Linked DNA regions of Sus scrofa: region 1 is linked to region 2. The links are chromatin contacts, called in public Hi-C maps. All regions are on one chromosome and are shown on one strand. The core of a region is the stretch at or near the end of the contact, and the rest is flanking DNA. Distances in the headings are between cores, read along the strand shown. Region 1 overlaps PAG1 (phosphoprotein associated with glycosphingolipid-enriched microdomains 1). Region 2 overlaps PAG1 (phosphoprotein associated with glycosphingolipid-enriched microdomains 1).

Region 1 (5,714 bases), core at 897-3,396, 110 kb after region 2:
TTTTGAACACTAAGTGTTTGTTTTTAAAGTAATGTTTGGAGTTCCTGTCATGGCGCAGTGGAAATGAATCCGACTAGGAACCATGAGGTTGTAGGTTCGATACCTGGCCTCTCTCAGTGAGTTAAGGATCCAGCGCTGCCATGAACTGTGGTGTAGGTCGCAGATGTGGCTCGGATCTGGCATTGCTGTGGCTCTGGTGTAGGCTGGAAGCTGTAGCTCCAACTAGACCCCTAGCCTGGGAACCTCCATATGCCACCAGTGCAGCCCTAAAAAAGACAAAAGACAAAAAAATAAATAAATAAGTAGAATAATGTTTCATGGCCCATGTAATAAAGTCCCTAACCTGGTACCGAGCATATGGCATAAGTATTCATGGACTGATGTGTCTGTCTCTGCTTGCCTGAGAGTGATTTCTGCTTTATGAAATTCACGTTGGCAAGGAAAGTGGTTTTTGTTGATGCTGCTAGACCATCTGGGGCTTGCTGGTCTAAATTTGATAGCTCTATTTATATATTGTATCTTTAAGGGGAATTCCATATTTGTGACATTTGTTTGCTGCACTAGAAGTTGTATGAAGTTTTCTGAATCCAAGATAAGAAAAATTTACCCTTGCAAGCCCTGCAACATCTTAATTACTGTGATTTTTTAATAAAATTTAATTTATAAAAATGAAATGCAAATATACTGGGCTCGATCTCAAAGATTCCGGGACACTTTAAAATTTTTATTATTGTTACTGTAGAGGATTTACAGTACATTCAACATTTTATATTAAGTACTTTTTTTTTTTTTTTGTCTTTTGTCTTTTGTGCTTTGAGGGCTGTACCTGCGGCATATGGAGGTTCCCAGGCTAGGGGGTCTAATTAGAGCTGTAGACTCCAGCCTACGCCAGAGCCACAGCAACGCCAGATCCGAGGCCAGAGATCGAAGCTGGAACCTCATGGTTCCAGGTCGGATCCATTTCCACTGCACCATGACAGGAACTTCATATATTAAGTACATCTTGAGAGCATTGGCAACTCTATTCAAAAAAAGGGAAGGCAATCCGCAGATTTAGTGAGCATAATCTATTTCATCCTGCAGATTTTAGAGGGTGCTTAATAAAATGTAAATATTTTATTTCATGCATCTCTAGTGTTCACACGGGTTCTCCCAGGCAGACACTGGGAAATGGACCTCAGTTATTCTACCTTTTAAGACTGTAGAACTTTGTCCCTTTTGCCTTTTAAAAGAATGGTAACAAGTACCCAGCTTGAAGGTGTGGAGAAATCATTTACCCCTGTCCCCACCCTGCTCTGTTATTTGTTACCCATCAAGTTGAATGTTGATCACCATTTGTCATTGATTTAGTGCTGTGGTTTCCTTAAAGTAAAGAAAAGAATTTAAAAAAAAAAGAAAGAAAGAAACTGTGGTATATATATATATATATATATATATATATATATATATAGTGGACTATTACACAGCCATAAAAAAGAATGAAATAATGCCATTTGAGGCAACATGGATGGACCTAGATACTATCAAACTGAGTAAAGTAGGTCAGACAAAGACTTGAAATATTTTAAGTGATAATCACTTAGATGTGGAATCTAATGAAAATGATACAAAATAACTCACTTATAAAATAGAAACAAACTCACAGATTTCAAAATCAATCTAATGGTTACCACAGGTGAAACTGTTGAGGCGAGGGAGGAATTGGAAGGGTGGGAATGATATATACACACTATTGTATAAAATAGATGATTAACAAGGACCTACTTTATAGAACAGGGAAATCTCCTCAACAGTCTGTAATCACCTATATGGGAAAAAAAGAATAGATATATGTAGATGTATGACAGATTCGCTTTTCTGTACACCTGAAACTAATACAGCATTGTAAATCAACTGTACTCCAATACATTTTTTAAAAAGAAAAACCAAAAGATAGAATGAGTGGATTATATCTTTAAAGGAAAATGAGAAACATCATGTTTCTTTGAGAAGGAGAAACTATTTCCACATGGTTAACCCGGCCTGCCCTGTCTTTGCATTACATGCCAGGTCCTGTGCAAACGGGCCCTGTTTTAAATCTGACCTCATACCTCACAAAAAACTATGGAAACAGAAACAAATACCAATCCAGACCAGAGTCTCCAGATTCAGCAAGATTACCCAAGTAAGACTGGAGGCGAGATTGCCATGTACTACCGGGTGACAGCATGCGGTGTCCACTGACTAATAATTCAGGTGTGAACTCGTAATTGGGTTTCCATGCAGTCAAGAAGGTATGACAGACATTAGTCAAACCTATGGCACAAATACGTAGACACAGGAAAAAGAGGTGTTTCGCAAGCGAGAAACACATACAGCAATGAGCAATGAATTTGTGTGTGGGAAGGCCTCCCTGGCATCTGATGGGGGTAGAACTTAACTAGGGCAAGGGCTGGGGTGGGTGGGGTTGAGGAGGTTCTAGTTAAGGAGCAAATGGATAGGATGGAGACAGCAAGAGACGAGAACGAGATGAGGTGAGGGGGGAGGCCAAAGCCAGAGTTTGCAGGAAGCAGCAGGTTGCTTTATGTGATTTCATTTTCTTTATCCTTTGATCAGTGAGAAACCATTAAAGAGTTTAAGCAGAGGGTTTGGTGTGATTAGATTTTCTTTTCGAAAGGATCCTTCCGACTGGGGTTTGCAGAAGAAGTTAGCAGGCAGTACAGTGGGTGTATGTGGTAGCCAAGACGAGAGATGCTGGTAACTTGACTAGGGGGATGCAGAGACAAGGACTAGTTGAAGAGATGGCTTTGAAAGTCATCTAGTAGGTAAACTCAAGAGGGCTTGGTGTGTTAGATAAGATACGAGGAGGGGGGCCCTGAGAGGGAGGGCAATGGGAGGCCCCTGGGATGGGACCTTGTTAGCTGAAGGTTGCAGCATTCATAGAGAAAGGGCCCTGGAGGAGGACCTCTGTACAGGGAAAATGGAGCATCCAGCCCTGTGCACACGTGCTGAGGCCGAGGGTCTGGGCATCTCCTGGTGGGGAGGTTATATTGGCTGGACAGGAGATGTAGAGCTTGAAATGGAGGCTTGGGCTGAAGATATACATGGGAGATCAAGGCAGTCTGAGCGGAACTGAATTCATGGGTGTAGACGAGGCAATGAACTCATGGGTGTGGATGAGATGCCAGGAAGAAAATATGAGGCAAAATAAGGAAAAGGGCTTAAGACTGAACCTCAGAGAACAAGGATCACAGCACTTCACAACCAAGGAGAGAAGGAAAGCTCTGGGTGTGTCTTCTCAGAGGTGTAGTTACCACCAGTGTCCATCATGTTCATTTCCTTCTATTCAGTACTATCGTGTTTTAATGGACACGTTGATGACAGTCGTTATGGATTGTTATACAAGTTGCACATATAAAATTTGTTCTAATTTTTTTTTGTTTGTTTACACAGAGAGTCAGGTACAGAAACTTATGCACAAACCTTACTGTCTTGTGAGTGTGAGTTAACTGACAGGGGTAGACAGAAACTTTTTTTAGGGCCTCATGTGCAGCATATGGAAGTTCCTAGGGTAGGGGTTGAATCAGAGCCTCAGCTGCCAGCCACAGCCACAGCCACAGCAACACAGGATCTGAACTGCGTCTATGACCTACACCATAGCTCACGGCAACACCAGATCCCCGACCCACTGAGTGAGGCCAGGGATTGAACACGAATCCTCACAGATGCTAGTTGCATTTGTTATTACTGAGCCACAATAATAACTGTTTTTAAAAGATACAGGATCTTCTTTAAGTATAATTTTGAATAAAGTCAGTCATTAAAATAGCAAGGAAAGCAGCAGAAGGAACAAGTATTTATTTAGTAGGTGCCTTTTCTGAGCAAGGGCACCAAACTGCATGTTTCACAAGATACAGATGTAGCTGATTTGAGGAGTTCCCTGGTGGAGCAGGGGGTTAAAGATCCCAGCATTGTCACTTCTGCGGCTTGGACTGCTGCTATGGCTCAGGTTTGATCCCTGGCCCAGGAATTTCCACATGCCCCCCAGCATGGGCATGCCCCCAGCACCCCGAAATGAGCTGATATGGTTGGTGAGATCACATATACTTTTCTAGACTGAATGGACAACTGACGTGCTGAAGATACTGAACAGAGTTGACGTGCAAACAAAAGTGCATGTTTGGAAGGCTGGCAGGGGATGGTATCAATATGGCTTTGTGTGCTAGTCTAGACCAAACAGAAGCGCCTCAAAATAGAAGTGCTGTCCAACTGTCGATCCCATATGTCAGGAGGATTTGTCCTGAGCACATTGCAGCCGACTTCCCAGCCGGTACTGTTAGTATCATCTGGTCATAATGGGAGGATAAGGTTACTGACAAAAGATCCCAGGCTGTCCTAAACCCACCAACCCACCAAGCATCTCATTAAGTGGATACTTTTTGCAGTGTAACTCCCATCCCAAGCCAGACGTGTATGGGAATGAACAATAGCAAGAGCCTCCAAGAAAGTTTTCCATAACTAGACTGAGGACCTGATGCCAAATTAACAGTGTTCCCCCTATAAAGTGGGCTAAATAAATCTTCACAGCCCATTAGAAGTGCAAGTTCAAACATTAATGTCTAGCTGCTTTCTGCTAGGATTTGAAAGGGGCAACCAGGATTGCAAGATATGCAAAGAGAGCTCTGTCTGGAAGAAGCTGAGAGTCAGCCAGGCACAGGGTCTTGCTGCAAAAGGATCACCTTCTCTGCAAAAGCGTCTGGCACTGTAGGTCCAATTAAAATCTGCAAACACATGCAGATTGTGTGGGGAACTACAGGTTAAAATGCAACTGTACGCACTCATTATCTGTTCAGTAGATTAGAGAGTACAGGACTCATTTTGGAACTATTCTTGGTAAGATTGCAAAGACGTGCATTCATTCACTCCACCAGTACTTCCTGAGTGCATTCAACTGTTGTAGGTGCAGGTTACAGCTGCCCAGACAAGTGCCTGTGCTCATGGAGATTATGTTCTGGAGGGCTTCCTGCAACCTTGAACACAAAAGTCAATACATAAGATGCTTTCAGATGGGATAACAGGAAAGGAAAAGGGGGTAATGGGGTAAGAAGACTGAGTTGGGGATGCACAAGAGGGCTTTAGTATGGTTGGTTCAAGAAGGCTTCTCAGAGAATGTGATATTTGAACAGGATGGAAAAAATGAAGGGGAACCAGCTGTGAGATGATCTGCAAAATATAAAAGATTCAGGATGAGGGCAAACTCAATGTATTCAAGAGCTAGAAAGAGAAAGCCCTTGGGGTTGAAAGGTCATGGTCAAGGAGACTAAGCAACCAGCTGAGGCTGGAGGGGTTGGGCCTTCCCGGCCCATGGTAGTCCTTCAATAAATGTTTGTCAGACTGACCTGAACAAAGTGTATTGTGTCCATTTAAGCAACGAAGATCAAGAGAAAAACTAAAGTAGCCTGATGCATAGGGAGAAGTATTGTCATAATAATGTATTGATTTCTAGTACATTCTTTACCTCCAGGAATTATGGGTCATTTTGTAAGTAGAGAGAGAATGAGTGTTTAGATCAGCTCTGACATGCAATCTAGAAACAGCAGCGATTTTGTATTTCTTGCTGAAATTTTTACATTTTTACATTTGAAAATACTTTAAAGTAATGCTGTTTTAATTGATGTAGTGAATTATGTTTAAACATACAACTTTTAGATTAGGATTTTAGAAATGCAGAAATA
Region 2 (5,827 bases), core at 1,750-4,249:
GCCGCGGGAGCGGCCCAAAGAAATAGCAACAACAACAACAAAAGACAAAAGACAAAAAGACAAAAAAAAAAAAAAAAAATTCCAGAAAGTTCCAAAAAGCAAAACTCGAATTTGCTTTACTCTAGCAGCTGTATACCTTGCATGTGCATTCTCTATACTATTCACATGGCACTTACGTAGCAATAATAGGTATTTTAAGTAATCTAGAGACGGTTTAAAGTATGTGGGAAAATGTACTTAAAGTTTATATGAAAATACAATGCTGCTTTTTTTTTTAGCTTTTTAGGGCCACACCCGCAGCATATGGAAGTTGCAGGCTAGGGGTTGAATCAGAGCTACAGCTGCTGGCCTACACCAGCACCACAGCAACGCAGGATTCTTAACCCACTGAGTGAGGCCAGGGATCGAACCCACAACCTCATGGTTCCTAGTCGGATTTGTTAACCACTGTGCCACAACAGGAACTCCTACAATGCTATTTTATGTGGGAAACTTGAGTATCCACTGGTATGTGTGGATTGTAGTTTGTTAAGTGTGGTCCACAGCCTGTAAACTTTTCACTTGATGTCCAGAAGTTGGGGATGATTTAAAGGCTAGTTTTTTGGTGTGGCTTTCTTAGGTTGTCATCTGGATACTACTTAGTATTTTGGCCCTTGGTAACTATTTACTCTATATTCTTGATATGAAAGTCTAGTTGCTGTAAAGGGCACATAGGCCACAAACTGCTTAGAGATTGATTTAATATTTAATTAAACCTCTTTGCTAATGTGTTCTACCACTGAAAGCTGCCTCAAGACAGATGTTCTAAGTTGGCTTTTTTTTTTTTTAACTTTTTTAAAATGATTTTTATTTCTTCCATTATAGCTGATTTACAGAGTTCTGTCAATTTTCTACTGTACAGCAAGGTGACCCAGTCACACATAAATTATGCATTCTTTTTCTCACATTATCCTCCAGCATGCTCCATCACAAGTGACTAGATATAGTTCCCAGTGCTCTACAGCAGGATCTCATTGTTTATCCATTCCAAAGGCAATATTTGTATCTATTAAACCCCAAATTCCTAGTCCATGCCACTCCCTCCCCCTCCCCCTTGGCAACCACAAGTCTGTTCTCCATGTCCATGAGTTTCTTTTCTGTGGAAAGGGTCATTTGGCTTTTGTTTTTTTTAAGTCAGAACTCTCTGTACAGCAAAGTGACTATCGTTGATGATACTATATTGCATATGTGAAAGCTGCTAAGATAGTAGATCTTAAAAGTTCTCATCACAAGAAAACAAGCACTTATAACTATGTGTGATGACGGATGTTATCTAGACTCATCCTGGTGATCATTTTGCCATGTGTGCAAGTGTTGATTTAATGTTATATGTCCATTATTTCTCAATTTAAAAAATAAAAATAAGGAGTTCCTGCTGTGGGGCAGTGGGTTAAGAATTTGATTGCAGTGGCTTGGGTTGCTGTAGAGGTACAGGTTTGATCTCTGGCCTGGCTCAGTGGGCTGAAGGACCTGGCATTGCCCCAGCTGTGGTATAGGTCGCAGCTGTGGCCTAGATTCAACCCTTAGCCCGGGAACTTTCATATGTTGCAGGTGTAACCATAAAAAATAATAATAATAATAATAAAAATGAGATCAAAAGTCTCTGGGCATGAACTTCTAGGAGGGCGTCAAAAAAGAGGCTCTGCCATCAACAGAGTGTTTCCACGTCTCTCTGAAATATCTTCTACTTCAGTTTTAGTCCTTCTTATCAGTTTTAGTCCTTCAGATACTCCCTTTTACTCTATCTAATGCTTTTACTTACATTTCAGATGCTCCTCTGTTCTGGCTTATTCTATAGTAAAAGTCTTCCTCAGTCACTTTTGTAACTCCAGCTGGGTCCATAATTTGCTTTTAACTAATCTTTTAGAATTTACATAGTTCTTTTTTATTTCCTTTCTGAGTTAACTACATATTGGCTTATCTGTACCACCCTTAAATTTCCAAATAACTTTACTCTAACATCCAGCTTTCTCTCACTGTCAGGAGATCCATGTACAAGAAACAGAAGTTCATTTTCTCTCCTTCCTTTTTTTTTTTTTTTTTGGTCTTTTTAGGACCACACTCGTGACATATGAAAGTTCCCAGGCTAGGAGTCCAATCAGAGCTGCAGCTGCCAGCCTATGCCAGAGCCACAGCAACGTGGGATCCAAGTCATGTCTGTGACCTACACCACAGCTCATGGCAACGCCAGGTCCTTAATCTACTGAGCAAGGCCGGGGATCGAACCCACATTCTCTTGGATTCTAGTTGGGTTTGTTACCACTGAGCCATGACAGGAACTCCAGAAGCTCATTTTTATACGGGCAAAACAAATGGAGACCATTTACTCTCCCCAGTCATCTCTGCTGTTTTGAATCCTCTTCCTTTTGGGCTTGAGGAGTCAGGGGCCAGTTGCATTTCTCATGCATCCAAGAGAAGTAATGTCGGAGAGTTATATAGCCTTGGTTCTGTAAGCAAGCAGCTTATGGGCAGCATGGCACACAGTCCCTCAAGGCCGAACATGAGGGTGAGGGGTGGGTGTGAGGAAAGACAGCTCTGAACATAATGAACCTGCCCCATCCTTACTGGCCGTGCCTTCTGGATAAGAATTGGAATGAATAGTTAACACAGAGCCCTTACCGGGCCCTGCCCTGCCAGAGACTTGTCCAAACTCACGGGTGAGTTTCAGAGGCAAGAGCAGGGCCCAGGAGTCTGAGGCCTAGCATTCTACTGCATCCAATTTTGGAGCCTTCGTGATAATTCAGCTATGGAGCATGGATATCCTCCACTGTGCTTCTCAAGGTCATCGGATACTGTCTCCCTCTGTGCCCACAGTGACCCTGGGATAGAGCCAAGGGGGCGGTGGGAAGGTGTGTGCCCATCGTCTTGCCCATGGCCAGCTAACATTGACTGCCCAGAAAGCGTCATCTCCAAATCTTTGTGGTTAATGAGCTTAAGCTTAGTTCATGCAATGAGCTCAAAAAAGAAACCCACATGTTTCGCATTGTGAAATAGGAAGCATAAAGCCTTCCACTGATAAAGGGACGCAGTGGAGAGGCATGCGAACTTTATCTGTGTCTGGTGTCCCAGACGTGTGTCATTCTCATCAAAGAAGTGTAGTGACCTGAGATTTTTCTCAGGAGATTTTTTTTTTTTTTAGGACCACATCTGTGGCATGTAGAAGTTCCAAGGCTAAGGGTCCAGTCAGAGCTGCAGCTGCCAGCCTACGCCATAGCCACAGCAACATGAGATCTGAGCCGAAACTGCAACCTATACCACAGCTTACGGCAACACCAGATCCTTCACCCACTGAGTGGGAGCAGGAATTGATCCCACATCCTCATGGATACTAGTTGGGTTCATTACCGCTAAGCCACAGATGGGAACTCCCTCGGGTGATTTTTTAAAAATTAAATCAGAAATGATTTAATCAGTAGTGACCATTATTACAGCGTGTCGTATCATTCCCTGTGAGACTATGGTCTTTAAAGTAAATGACCCAGTCATACTTACATATATATTCTTTTTCTCATATTATCTTCCATCATGTTCTACCCCAAAAGATTGGATATAGTTTTCTATGCAATAGGACCTCATTGCTTATCCATTCTCACTGTAATAGTTTGCATCTATAACCCCAGACTCTTAACCCATCCCACTCCCTTTGCTGTACACAGAAATTGGCACAACGTTGTAAATCAGCCATACTTTAATTTAAAAAAAAGGAATGAAAAAAATAAATGAATACCTGTGTCTAACAGATAAGGTGCAAGCATGTTGTCTCTGAAGAACCTTGTGTCACATCTTCTGTGTCTGTGCTTTAGTCCCTCTAACGCCACTCCAAGTGCAGAGGGAAAAGGCAGAATTGAAAACCATGTAATGTACGTAATATTTTCAGGACCCTTTCCCTGAGCCCCACCCCCTCTGTTTTTTCATGATTTCACACTGGAGCCAACATTTGTTGCAGGATCTCTGTATTTGCAGCTGCCCTTTTAAAAGGAGCCCTTTTCCCAAATAAAAGAATTTTTAAAAACCCATAAAAAGTTCTTCATATCCCTTGGGTTTGAGTTATTACTTTTGTTATTGCCATTGTTATAATATTTTGGCATAATGTATTGCTATCTCATCCACTCCCCCACCTTGGTTTTATGGGACTGTATAATTTTCCAGCCTGTGAGTGATTAAAAACTTGTGAAAAACTTAATCTTCTAAGTGTGGATTTTATGGCAGAAGACAGGGAAATTTGGCCTGAGAGGGGGGCCTTTACCAACCTAAAGAATACTTGAAACCCTACAAACCTTATGGAGTAGGCTCGTTTTTAAAAAACATATTTTAGGAGTTCCCTGGTGGCTCAGTGTGTTAAGGACCTAGAGTTGTCCTTGCTGTGGCACAGGTTTCATCTGTATGCCTTGGATGTGGCCTAAAAAAGGGTGTTTTAATTTATCAGCAGGAGATTTGTACCTTTCTCTTCGATTTTATAGGACCCAGTCCCCACACAGCATATGCGTTCATTAATTTTTATTTTTTGGTCTTTTCCAGGGCTGCACCTGTGGCATATGGAGGTTCCCAGGCTAGGGGTCTAATTGGAGCTGTTGGGCCTATGCCAGAGCCACAGCAATGCAGGATCCGACCCATGTCTGCCAGCTACACTACCAGCAACGCCAGATGCTTAACCCACTGAACGAGGCCAGGGATCAAACCTACATCCTCATGGTTCCTAGTCGGATTTGTTAACCACTGAGCCACGACGGGAACTCCATGTATTCATTTATAAATGATCAACTTCAATTGCTTTTCTTAAAGTATGAGCATCAGCATTGCTGCATCTGTCATTTTCATCTTCAGGGAGCCCCAGGGTCACAAATGGAAGCCATTCTGTGAATTTGTTCTCTGAGGAATGAAGGGTGTTCAGATAGGTCCTTGGCTTCAGATCTTGCTGTTATTTGTGACTCAGTCATTGCTGTTAATGTTGCTCTGCTCACTCTGGCTTTTGCCCCCACCCGTACTCAATCCTCCATCACCACCGTTGTAGTTGAACCTGCTGAAGCTGTTGGGAAACTTTCATGCTAAAGCAGCTCAAGTTATAGGTCAGAGGCAATAAAACCACATGAGGCAATGTTTGTGTTTTTTTCCCCGAACAGTAAAGAAGCCAGTCTGTGACATGCTACACACAGAAACACCACAACTTCTGTATTCAGCACTTGGGAATTGCAACCAGAGTGGCCTTATTATTTTTTTTCCCTGACACCTTCTAAAGGGAGCTTCGAGCCTCTCATTCACACATAATCAAGCACAGGCAGCTTGGCGGTGTTTGAGTCAAATTTAGTTGGAGTGGTATTTACTCATGTATGCATTCGGCAGATCTGTGTTGATATACCAGGCATATTATTGGGTGGCAAAACCTCAGATCTGAGAAGATGCCTTTCAGTCTCCTTCAAGAACCTCAGTCTTGGGAGGGGAAAGATGCTTAACAGCAGTCGTAACCAGTGCATAAAAGATGCTGGACTCCATCAGTGGTACCTAATCCCAGGAGACGACGTTAGGGCTTGGAAGCAGGGCTGGAGCTGAGTCTGGGAGATGACTTTCCCATAGGAAGCAGGATTGGATCTGGAAGCGCAAGTTGGAGTGGGCCAGGCAGCTGAGGATGGGAGTGGGCTGGCCAAAATCATTCTGAGCAGAGGGACCAGGGAGAACAGTGCAGTGAAAGCACTGACTGAGGAAGGCAGCCTGTCTGTGAAATAGCTGGTTTTTTTCTGGAGGCTGGTGCACATCAAGGACAGTAGGTGAGGCTGGAAATGGAGAGTGGAGA

What was found. Hi-C and Micro-C count contacts between places; a contact is called where the count stands out from the background.
Region 1: a Hi-C map of blood shows a contact between it and region 2, with 2.3 times the contacts expected there. A contact is called at or near these places in 6 of 47 Hi-C or Micro-C datasets (adipocytes, blood, fetal heart ventricle and 2 more) and 1 of 2 datasets of targeted methods (alveolar macrophages).

Annotation. Positions count from the first base shown.
Region 1 is chr4:55,565,190-55,570,903 of Sscrofa11.1, forward strand. All of the region lies in intron 3 of PAG1 (phosphoprotein associated with glycosphingolipid-enriched microdomains 1), which reads left to right. Among named protein-coding and RNA genes, the nearest start is that of PAG1, 120 kb to the left of the region's middle.
Region 2 is chr4:55,454,507-55,460,333 of Sscrofa11.1, forward strand. All of the region lies in intron 1 of PAG1 (phosphoprotein associated with glycosphingolipid-enriched microdomains 1), which reads left to right. Among named protein-coding and RNA genes, the nearest start is that of PAG1, 6.6 kb to the left of the region's middle.